2 separate regions of the Hordeum vulgare genome follow, and region 1 is linked to region 2. Evidence: chromatin contacts called from public Hi-C data. All regions are on one chromosome and are shown on one strand. The core of a region is the stretch at or near the end of the contact, and the rest is flanking DNA. Distances in the headings are between cores, read along the strand shown.

Region 1 (6,151 bases), core at 1,806-4,305, 140 kb after region 2:
GGGCAGCTAGCCCCCGCGCACGCCATCCACCGGAGAGATCGATGCCGCCATCTCCACCCAGGGCCGCCGCCCTGGCTTCGAGAGCCCCTCACACCAACATGAGTCAGCAGATCCTCGTCGTCACCTTCACCGGAAGACGTGCGGCAGTCGGCTGCCTCCTCAGGTGGCGGCGCGGAGGGGGCAGGAGGGAGGAGAGGTGGTGACGGCTAGTGTTTGGGAGTGCTCCCATGTCGCCCAAGAGGGGCGACGCGAGAGTAGGGGGAACTCCTAAAACTTCAGGTATTGCCTGATTGTTCCTTGCATGTAGTTTTTTTTTTTGGCGGTAGACCTTGCGTGTAGTTATTGGGCTTGCTCTCTTTTCTTCACAACACAATTGTATCCTGACCTGTTGACGGCTTCGTTATTTTGAAGTTGGGCTGATGGCCTTTTTTTCTCTCTATAAAAGAAACTGTGCTAGCTGCATGTCACAACCTGAAAGCAGCATGAAGACGTTGATCAACTTGCACTATTCGACGCGTTGTTTACGAGCCACGGGGACGATGTGGACGGAGGGGTAGGGTGGGCCAATGCAGTGAGCCGGTGACGACGAGGAGGTCCGTCCGCTGTCCGTTCACGTACGTACGTTGCGTGCATGGGGAAGAAAAGATTCGCGGCCGGCCGGCTGGCCGGCGGCCCCACGGCGGCCAGCACGTAGTCTGTAGACAACTCGACATGCGTGGAAAACGTTGAAAAAGATACAGAGAAATCAATCTCCTCTACGTGCATGTTTGTCGCTGGATGGGAGCTTGTGAATTAGGTCGCCAGTGATGATGGAGCTTTGCCAAAAGGAAGTGATCCGATCGACGATAGCATGTACTCCCACCGTTCCTAAATATAAGTCTTTTTAGAGATTTCACTAGTAGACTATATATGAATGTATATAGACATACTTTAGAGTGTAGATTCATTCATTTTGCTATGTATGTAGACTTCTAGTAAAATTGCTTAAAAGACTTATATTTAGGAACGGAGGGAGTACAGTACATGTACGTAGGACTGGACAGTAGGAGCGGTAGGGCGTGTGTGTTGGTTGGTTGCCCAGTCGCTCGGTCTCGGAGCAGGTAACTGGGATGACGAGCGAATCTAATCGGTCCATCTGGGGCCTCCTCACCACCACCTGTGCGCGTGTTGTTGGTTCGGTTGCAGCTGAGCGACCTGGTAATCTGTCAATGACATGTACGTCTCACCAAGTGGCCGGACGGGATATATGCCGGATGCAGCCTACTTGCTACAGCTGAAATTCACTTCAGGGGCTGGGGTTGTTCCTCGCGGGAATCCTGCCGATTTCCAATAAATTAACGTACTGATTCTGGATAGAACCCTGGTCTAGATACATCCATTTCAGAGAGGAACGGAGGAATTACTTTTTTTGCTCCACCTGCTCGTCGGTGTCACTCGTGATCTTAGAGTAAAAACTCAGTCTGCGTGTTTCTCTTGCAGTTAATCATCCGAGATATCCTGAGAGTTCCCAGTGGCACTAAGAAATGCAGCAGCCTAAAACAGCACACACATCATGGATGAGTAGAAATTACCTTCCAAATTAACGCATTCTAAATATCTAATATATACTTAGTTTTTGGGACTGCAAGAACAAGACTACGGAGCCAGATCTCTGCATACGTTGTACTCTATAAAGAAGAGATCCCTGCATACGCAATTGTAGTTAGCTGTTAGCACTGTCATTTGGTATGCAAACTTGTACAAAAATGTTTCTCCTTCACTTAACTATTTAGGGCTTGTTTGGGACTACTTTAATTGATCAAGATAAGCTTCACTTCATCAAATTCACTTTGAAGCAGTTTCATACAGAAGTTATAGCACTATCAAGAGAATGTTTGGCTTCAATCTAGCTCCAGCTTCAAAACTAGAAAATTTGGTGGAAATAATCTATTTGATTGGTCGATGCGAAAGAAAATAAAGGGGTATCCACTTCCCGGTGGCAATGGTGGGTAATCCCCCCCCCCCCCAACTCCAGCTTCTAGAGTTTGTGGAGCACCCTCTCAGAAGCTTCATAAAACTTTGAAGTTGTACCTCAAATTCTAGTTTTTTTACGGAACAACATATCGTGGAACTACCCCGTTTGACTTGTCTTTTCCAGAACATAGCTGAATTTTAAGAAGCAGAACAGTCTCAAACAGGATCTTAGTAGTTATTAATTAGGACGGTCTCAGTCCAGCTCCATACGCAGGTTTGTCATCTGCTAGTCCCATACTCCCATTACATACTTGAGAAAAGCCTATACGCCAACATGTACTATGATATCTCAGGAATCTAGTCATCCACATGTTGACATGCATGCAAATGCTGTATAATACTCGTACAATTCTAAAAATAATAATTCATAGTCATGTGCCAAGTACAATGTGGCCAATACAATATCAACAGATCTTGAGGTTGCTACAACTACATTCCAAGACAGGAATTAAAGTTGTTGAAGCTGTACACTTCCAGGAACCCACTTCTGAAACTTTTGCTCATTTTGCATGGAATAACAGTCCCCCCAGCAAGTGATCATAATATATGGTAGGAGATGTCACACGATGAGCTATTGGCTACTTAGAGAAATCAAAGCAACATGATCTGATTGTGCGTTCTTAATTAAATGTTAAGAACCAAAGCAACATCGTTTTGTTTTTGCAAAGGAGAGTAACGAAAACAACATAATTAAAGCAAGGCTTCAGGAGCACACCTTGTTCAAAAAAAGGCAGAAGGAAAACAGAGTAGTATATCAATGTGACTGCTGATTGCCCAAGTAGCAGCTAGCGGCTTAAGTCAACAAACATGAATCAACAGCCCTTGCCCTCATGTGATAAAGTTAGTACAAAGTTGAGCCACTTATTTTGGAATGGAGGAGGGAGTACTTAGTCTCTTGCATGCCCAGATTATCTAAGAGAGCAGGGCAGATTAGTCATTTCCACTCGAATAAATTAATTCCGACCCGGGCTTAAGACACCTGATTTCATGGCCTTTATATAGAGGAAGCTGTGTTCCGGTGAGCAGACATCCTTGACACAGGAAACCCCAAGGGCCAGGCTAGGGAGAGGCAGATAGCCCTGTCTCCCTCCTTCGCACCTGCACCATCACCTATCTTATACATCCCAATCCTATCTCAATCCTGTCAATGGGGAGGCCTCCTTGCTCCGACGAGAATGGCCTCAAGAAGGGGCCTTGGACGCCCGAAGAAGACCAGAAGCTCACGGACTACATCGAGAAGCATGGCCATGGGAGCTGGAGAGCTCTGCCTAAGCTTGCAGGTAAACAACACATGCCGCCTCCGTTTTCTGTCACGATACCGGCATGTAGCTAATGCGCCTGGTTCTTCTGCGCGTCTCACAGGACTCAACAGGTGTGGCAAGAGCTGCAGGCTTAGATGGACCAACTACCTGAGGCCAGATATCAAGAGAGGAAAGTTCACACCTGATGAAGAGCAGAACATCCTCCAGCTCCACTCCGTCCTTGGCAACAAGTACAGCACACCTATCAAACCTCTTGCTTATTAAAGAATGGTCTACACGTATGTTGTATAATCTTCAAAAACATATATGTGTGGTGTTCTTGCTAACACATGCAAACTGGTGTGCTGATTAAACCAGGTGGTCAGCCATCGCGAAGCACCTCCCGGGACGGACCGACAACGAGATCAAGAACTTTTGGAACACCCACCTCAAGAAGAAGCTGATCCAGATGGGCTTCGACCCGATGACGCACCGACCGAGGACCGACTTCTTCGCGGCGCTGCCACAGCTCATCGCGCTAGCCAACCTACGCCAGCTCGTGGAGCAGCGACCGTGGGACAACCAGAGTGCCAGCCAGCTGCAAGCCGATGCAGTCCAGGCAGCAAAGCTCGAGTACTTGCAGTGCCTGCTTCAGTCCGCAGCAGCCATTGCGACTAGTCCCAGCTCCAGCAGCATCAACACCATTCCCACTGACCTGGAGCAAAACGGCCGCCCTTCGCAGATGTCTTCCTTGTGTTCGCTGTCGTCTCCAAGGATCCCGGAGGGCATCAATGGCCAGGATTTATTAATGGGGCAACCGCTTGACATCCAGATACCTAGTAGCTCATTCTTTGAGCACAAACAGCCTATCATCAGTGGTACCAACCAGAATTCAGATTACAGTGCAAACAGCGGTGAGGGGGAGAATGGCACCCAGAAACCGCTGCTCCTGCCAGAGGACTCCCTTCCGCCACTTGCCGATTTCCCAATTTCCAACCTCGGCGATGCTTGCAGCACCTCAAGCTGTGACGCTGAGGGAACCAGCACCCATCTCCCTTTTTGGTCTGACTCATTTTATGACGAGTTCATGAGCGAGTTTGCATGAGTTCTGACTGCACAAGATAACAGAAATACACAATGTGTTATTGTTGATAAACCCTTTGTCTTTTTTTTTTGGCGAGAAAACTCTCGATTTATTCATCTTCAATCAGGATAATACAGTGAACATAAAAAATAATAAAAATCACATCTAGATTCATAGAGGACCTAACGACAACTACATACACTGAAGCAAGCGGATAGCGCGCGGTCATCATCGCCCCTCCCTTACCGAAGCCACACAAAACTTTTGTAGTAAACATTCTGGAAGTCATCGTGCTAAGACCCCATAGGACTAGCACACGAGAACAACAACCGTACCCGATGAAGAGACGCGTATATCAGAAGGATCTAGCCTGAAGACACACGATAGCAGACGAACGAAAACCGGATCCAAGTGGATCCAGCAAAGACAACCACTGGCTAAATCCTGAGATCCGCTCGAGTAACACCTCCACAAGCCCTCTGACCATGCCAGACGCACCAGGACGATAAAAAAATAGTGGAAGTGATATGGTGGATTGCCCGATCTTCAATAATTGGTAGGATAATTTTCTTGAGAGGGGGGAGGGAGTGGGATTTTGATCTATTCATCTTCAATCATGACAGTACAACAAACTCTGAAAATAATAAAAATTACATTCAGATCCGAAGACCACGTAGCGATGACTACAAGCACTGAAGCGAGCCGAAGGCGCGCCATAGTCATCGTCTCTTCCTTGTCTCAATCAAACAAAACTCGTTGTAGTAGACAATCAAAAAGTCATCGTGCTAAGGCCCTATAGGACCAACACGACAGATCGGAAACAACCGCCAATGAAGAATAGTGTAGATCGGAAGGATCCAACTAGGAGACACACGAACGTAGACCGACAACGAACACATGTGAGCAAATCCAGCAATGACAGATCCAGTGGAGACACACCTCCACATGCCTACCGACGATGCTAGACACATCCCTTGGACGAGAGCTATGGAGGGAGAATGTTATACCATATTCAGGGAGCCACCGCCATCTCATCTCCTAAGCATGACACTAACTCTAATAAAACTCAATTAAAAATCTAAAAATAGAGCCATCCTACTGGCAAGGGTCGAGATCCACCTTGTCTCCAAGGCCCTAAGGCCACTAGAGACGGGAGAGACCAGCGGCAATGCCAGCAGGAGGCCCACCCAGGAGCCCTAGTCTTTTTTTCGGGCTCAGGCGGCTACATGTACGTACGTGGACATAGACACATAACTGGCATTAGAATTATATATCAAAAAAAGACCCATCAATACACATTGCTAGGAAGATCTAATCGAGGTACCCTTTAGGGGGAAACACAACGGACAATGTTTATATATGGACTGAGAGCGCTCGATCATCGCCACGTGACACGAGCTATCACATCCTAGATTTTTCGTAAATTTCATCGAGAATTTTATTTTAACAAAACCCCTGTGTTGCTTGTTTGTCACCTAAAACTTGCTTCATAGTTGGTTTGTTTGATTGAATTTTTGAACAGAAGGGTTGAAACCCCGATGCAACTAGTGGAAATCTAGCTAGCCAATAGTTGAAACCAAACCTTTTCGAAATATTAAATGGGAATACGAGCATTCTTGATAAGACCAAGAAATATTCAAAGCCCTGATAGTTCTTCCTTAAAAGAATTGGATTAGATCTATTGGAATTACTTAAATAATTCAAAGAGAAAATTATTTAATAGGGAAATGAATTTCATAAGTACAAATAATGCATTTGAGTTCTGCTAATTTTCTAAACTAGATTAGGAAAATAATTGGTTTTGAAACCAAAT
Region 2 (6,371 bases), core at 1,507-4,006:
TTCAGTAAAAGTTCTCGTAGCTCTGAGTGGAGACCGGTCTTCTAATCTATAGACATACTATGATATTTTGTAAAGATGGGGCATTAACCATAAGGCCAACTTTCTCTACCACTTATTGTTTGAGAACCCCCAAAATAATTCATGCTCTATTTCATGCAGAACAGACAACACAAAAGGACGAGTTTTATAACAGAATGATGTTCGCTAGTTTATGAATATGTTGGCTGTTTGTCACATATTTTCCAGCAGTGCCTTCAGATGATCCTTGTTTGTTTGGTACTATGCCATAGGCAACTTTTGCTATAGAACACATAGATATGCTTGTCACAACAAGTAATAAACATGAAAACATAAATAACTGATAAGGGTAAGAAAATACCAATGGTATCTAGGCTATGTGAGTTCGGTAAGGTCCCAAGAGTAGACACAACCCCATGAGAAGACCGGAAACCAAGTACACCACAGAAAGATGCTGGAATTCTCAAATCACCAGTTGTATCAGTACCTAAGAGAAATCCAGGGCTTATAGCATCAGTTTGCATGTGGAATATGAATTAATATCTCTAAGCGACAGCCATAATAACAAAGCAAAGTTTGCATCAAGAACTTATCCATAAAGAAAAGGGGAAAATGTGTAGCGGTTGAACATGTATTAATAAACATGCACGATAAAATATCACAGGGCATGAAAAGAAGAGCCATAAGATTTTGTACCAAATAATTCATATAGTAGTTGGACCTTTGGTCAAAGTTAAATTTTGGAGAAAATGTGCACCTTCGGAAAAGAAGGGAGGTATTATAGATATAAGAGTGCAACGACACTCCGGTAAAAAGAAGTGCAAGGAGACGGCCAATCATTCAGGAACTCATTCTGTAACCCAACCAAATATTATAATTATTAACGCCATGTTTTTACCCCAGGCCAATCATCATGTGATCATATAGGGTAGGGCACAAGGATCTTACAGCACGCCACACAGATTGGGGCTATAATTCTGATCATGCTATATTTATATGACTTGATAATGACAGATACATATATTTGTTAGTGATATACTCATGTAAAAACGAAATGCAATTTCTAGTGGAAGTAGATTCACAATCAAAAGGGAAAACGAGGAAGAAAACTAGATAATTAGAGTTGAGTACAATAAGAACAGATGCCAAAGCTGCCACAGATGTAGATTGCAGAAATTGTAGATGTGTAATAGTTTAGAAAAATACCGAGAGCAAACTCGACAAGCTGTGCAGAAACTGCGACAGCGGCACCACTGCATGACCCTCCAGGGAGGACTGATGGAGATGCTGGGTTGATTGGTGTTCCACAGTGTAAATTTTCTCCAGTAACACTGCAAAAATATGTTAGGCGGTGTGGTGTTAGAATTCTTCATCTATCTAATGCAGAACACCGATAGATGGATGTCTAGTGAGTCTTAGCAGAGGCCCAAGGCTAGTTAATGATTAATACGACGGTCATCTGAATTTAATGGCTTGAAAAAACTAGTTATTTAGCATATTGGAGTTTCAAGGAATACTAAAGGTGGATGCAAAACTTGTGCATGAAAGAAAACAGGGTTTACAATGAATCAAACAGTGATGAGAATTATATTTACAAGACCGCCAACAATGAAGTAACTTTGCTGTCTTTTATACCAACAGCTGACCTATCTTTCATCTACTGAAGTTTAAAATTGCCACCCCGAACACCCATGATGTGCACCATTTTACTGCAACACTTCAATCAATAGCTAAAGAATATCCCACCCAATTTGAAGTTATCTGTTTCCTCCTCGAGTTACATTTACTGCACATCAAGTTTCCAAATAGACTAAAACAAGCACACCTCAAGTGAAAAAGAAAGGCTTGCCTTTGCTACTAAAAGATGCAGATGCGTGCTTAGTTCTAAATTTTAAAACCAAACAATCTACTTTCAGCACTTCAACATTATCCACAAAAATCACACTGACAGCAGATTTTGTAAAACAGCTATTTCTAGCAATGTCTGTGCAAAATACTATACATATTCAAAGATGTGCAAGGATCAGGCCACCCAAATGCTCAAGCTGTGTTTCGCAATAAATTCAGTCAGAGCAAAATAGCAAGTACGAACCCAAAGCCGAGTTCATCCATGACTGTCCTCCCGACGCAGGTAGCCCCCTGTTTCAGCAGAACCTTGACGGCCACCGCCGTGTGGCTCGCTGCCTTGTGCGTCCTCTTCCAGTCCGGGTTTCCAAAGCCGGCGACATGGCCCTCGATGTCGAAGCTAAAAACACGACGGGGAAATAAGGGGGGATCAAGACCACGGCGGAAACCCCGTGATCCCGCAGAAACATCGAAGCAGAGCTGGGGGGGGGGGGGGGGGGGGGGGGGGGGCTCACTTGTCGCTGACCGCGAAGGCGAGGTCCAAGAGCTGCTGGCGGGCCGCGGGAGGAGGGGGCTGCGGCGGAGGGGCGAGCTCGAGGCGGTCGCAGAAGGCCCCGGAGTAGGGGGGCGGGCTGGACTTGCCCCGCAACCACCTCCGGCGGCGCCGCGCGACCTCCGCGAGGACGATGACACCGGCGACGGCGACGCCCGCGACGATCCAGGCGCGGGGGTTGGAGGACCCCGTGGCGCCCGATCGCGCCGAGGAGTCCATGGACGGGGCGGGGGGGGGGGGGGCTAGGGTTTAGGAGGGGGTTTGGGTTTAGGCCTGCGGTGCGGAGTAGTGCTCGAGAATCAGCGCGGAGTGGGGAAGAAGAAAGAAAGCATTTTGCGCTCTCTTTTTCCGGGCGGCCGCCAGCTTATGTGGGGCCCCGTGTCAGTCGCAAAGGAAGGAAGAGACTTCTGCTTGTTTCACAAGTTGATGGTATGGGCCAGGGCCGACACGGGCCTCGTTTTCCAAAAAAAAGGAGGAGCCGCAAGAAAGAACAGGGATCATATGTGTTTTTCCTATTTGACGCTGCAGGCGTCGATTTACACTGTTTTTGACCGGCGCGTGCAAAAGTTACTCCCGCGTATTAGTCAGGCCGGTCCATCGTTTTTTGTTTTGTTTTCTGAACTGCAGATAAACAGCAAAAACAGATAATTTTTCGAAATTTGTAACTGTTTTCTTCAAACAGAGGAAATTCTTTTCGAAATCCATGAACAGGTTTTTTAAAACTCGTGATTTTTTTTCAAATTGATGAATATTTTTCATATTTGATGAATTTTTACAATATTTGAAATATTTCTCAAAATCGATGAACTTTTTCTCAAAATTGATGAACTTCTTTCAAAATTGATGAAGTTTTTTTCAAAACTTATGAACTTATTTCAAAATTGATGTACTTTTTGGGAATCGATGAACTTTTTTCAAATTGATGAACATTTTTTCAAATACGATGAACGTTTCTTGAAAATTGATGAACTTCTTTTAAATCCGTGAACTTTTTTAAATACATGAACTTTTTCGATTTGGAGAAGTAATTTTTGAACACGCAAACTTTTTTTGCATGCTCTTGAACTTCATCTGTAATATATGAAGATGTTTTATAATAATTAGAAAGTATTTACTCCGTCCTAAAATAAGTGACTGAACTTTGTACTAAATTTGTACTAAACTTAGTATAAAGTTGAGTCACTTATTTCGGAACGGAGGAAGTAGAAAATATAAATGCCACAGTGAATTGCACAGTAAATAGCACGCCTACGTTTTTGCTCTTTAGAACTTTTTCTCTTTGAATATTCACTAGTAATTGGCTGGTCCAGTGGGTAACTTCTCCTTGTGCAAGCGCGAGGGCATGAGATTGAATCCTAGTCGGATGGTATTCACAGTCATTTTTCACGTTGCGCGATCGTGGGCCTGTCCATCCAGCCACTGTTGCGGGCACCAATCCCCTAACGGGCGCAGAAGCCACTGAGTAGGAGCTACCGGTCATATGGCCCCAACAGCCCAAGATAACCCAAAAAAACAGTGTTACTTTGCATAAATCCTTGTAGTATTTTTGAGGTATTCATAAATCCCTAATCTAATTCTTGTTACTTTATTTTGAGAGTAGACATCGAAACTTTGAAGTCCGTGGTTTAGAAAAATATTCTTTACATCCAGGTCTTGGTACACATGTGCGGCTAGATGTACCACACGATCTTGTATCATATCCTCTGACCATTGCCGTCAAATAGAATGAAACAAGGTTTTCTCAAAAACAAAGTGTTGTTTTTTGTAAGCAAAAGAAAAGTGTTGGTGATACCTGTCAAACGCACACCCCAGGTGCTGGTTGTAGCTGCTTTGGCCGGCCCAGAAGGTATTTCCCATATATTGTACATAGGTTTTATAACCTTCCTTGAGCATGATTTTCTTCTTCTTTTTTCTATGTTTCTTTCTACTATTATTTGGGGGGTCTTACTTTTCCCCTTTTTATTTTACTTTTCCTTTTTATTTAAAAGTGACTATTTTTATTTATTTATTTTGTAAATTTAGGAATTTAAAATATGCATTTAATAAGTTTTTATTATGTTTTTACAATTAATGTGCATAATTTAAAATATGATATTTTTTTCGCAATCCGGACTATATTTTTCAAATTCATGAACATTTGAAATTCTGGAAACCTTTTTAAAAATCCATTACAACTCACACATTTGTGGATATTTTATTAATTTGAATAAATAATTTAATACATGACATTTGACAAATTCATGAACATTTTTTGATATCAGGAAACATTTTTGAGTTCATGTATATTTTTCAAAATTCATGCATATTTTTTTCAAAATTCAATAAAAATGTTTTACAAATTAATTAAGATTTTTGATATCCAGAAAAATTCTAAAAATTCATTATAAACGCAAACTTCTTTTTGATTCGCAGTCATTTTTTGAAATTTGTGATTTTTTTAGGTTTGTTATAAAAATCCAAATAAAAAATAATTGAATTCATGAACATTTTTTAATATATGAAATTTTTTAGTCATTTGTTTAAAAGATTTTTTAAAACCACATTCTAAATCTTAATTAATATAACCGAGTAAATGGACCGGTCCACTACGATACTGCATGCGTGTACTATGGGTGAGTACCCCGCTCATTACGCGTGGGACATGAGGTGTCTAATACCGGGATTGCCCGATATTTGAGAATTTGTAGGATAACTATTCTAGCAAACTCAAAACTAAAGTCCAAAAAAGACACACTAATGTGGCAACTCTACGAAAATAGAACTTGAATCAACAAAAGCTCTTAGTTGAAATGGATTCCAATCAAATCAAAGATGGCGTATTCAATAAGGGAAAGAGTTCAACTCCTTACGGGTCTTGTTCTTTGTAGTAGGAGGCACATGACTCTAATAAGCCTCTATGGACGCGTACCGTTGACGGGATTTTTTTCTTCTGTCAAGTCACTTTATCTGTTCTTAGTTAAAATTGACCTTTTTTCCATCAATTTTTCTGTGGAAAATAATAATACCTGCTAAAATCAAAGTTTTCATATGGCTAATGAATACGAAAAGTATCTTAACTAGAGATACCTTCTGAAAAGGGGATGGAAAAGAGATAAAAAGTGTGTTACATGTGGGCAAGATAAAAGCATGATCATTTGTTTTTCTCTTGTTGTGCTGCAAGATTGATTTGGAGCCCGTTTATATGTGCTCGATCCAAATTTTATCCCTACAAATTAGAATGGCTGCTTCAATAGGAACAAAACCCGTGACATGAAGCTTGTCGGCGTTTTGGCTCTATTTTGGTCCATTTGAAAGTGTAGAAATAATGTGACTTTTAACAAAATGAAATTTTATGATCGGATGGTTCTAGTGAAGCTAATGTGCAATTCGATCATTGATTGATCAATTTGTAAATAAATGACCTATAGGGAAAAATGTTGACACTAGGAGCAAAGTTAACCGAGCAGGTGACAAATTAAGTATATCGCGCCTCGCGGGGATAGAGATCTGGTGTTCCTAGGCTTCATGACTAATTTTAGTGGCATTGAAGACGAAGGCTTCCTCGCCGCGTGGTGCTTCAGTGCCTTCTTTGTCCCTTCCCTGGGTGCCTCTTTGTGTATTGTCTCGCCATAGTTAATATGTGGATGGTCCTGGCCCTGCTATCTGGGTCTGTAATAGAACATGTGTGTTCCTTCGAATGCTCCTTGTTTTCCTTTTGTGTGCATAGTGTTGGTGGATGCTTTAAGACCAGATGGTTTCATTATATGAAATCGGAGTGGAAGGCCTCTCTTTTGCTAAAAAAAACAAGACCCTAATAACAATCTAACCTTATAAAAGAGGGTGTGGGGGCTATATATAAATATCATGTGTGCATGGGTGTGCATCTTATTTGGATACAAAATGACTTGTTCAAAATACATTTCATTTAGACCGCAATGCATGACAACGTAGGCCTAGCATCGAATTATCAGGCATC

What was found. A called contact is a pair of places that touch in the nucleus more often than the background predicts.
Region 1: a contact with region 2 is called in a Hi-C map of leaf, with 6 times the contacts expected there. The contact joins the promoter of LOC123403081 here to the promoter of LOC123402316 in region 2. A contact is called at or near these places in 3 of 6 Hi-C or Micro-C datasets (leaf and seedling).

What each region holds. Positions count from the first base shown.
Region 1 is chr6H:516,164,847-516,170,997 of MorexV3_pseudomolecules_assembly, forward strand. It overlaps LOC123403081 (transcription factor MYB93-like), which reads left to right and starts at 3,056. Exons shown (of 3, transcript XM_045097054.1): 1 at 3,056-3,293; 2 at 3,376-3,505; 3 at 3,633-4,403. The coding sequence starts at 3,161. The coding sequence ends at 4,359.
Region 2 is chr6H:516,023,202-516,029,572 of MorexV3_pseudomolecules_assembly, forward strand. It overlaps LOC123402316 (outer envelope protein 64, mitochondrial), which reads right to left and starts at 2,757. Exons shown (of 13, transcript XM_045096219.1): 1 at 2,379-2,757; 2 at 2,111-2,263; 3 at 1,225-1,349; 4 at 380-505. The coding sequence starts at 2,635.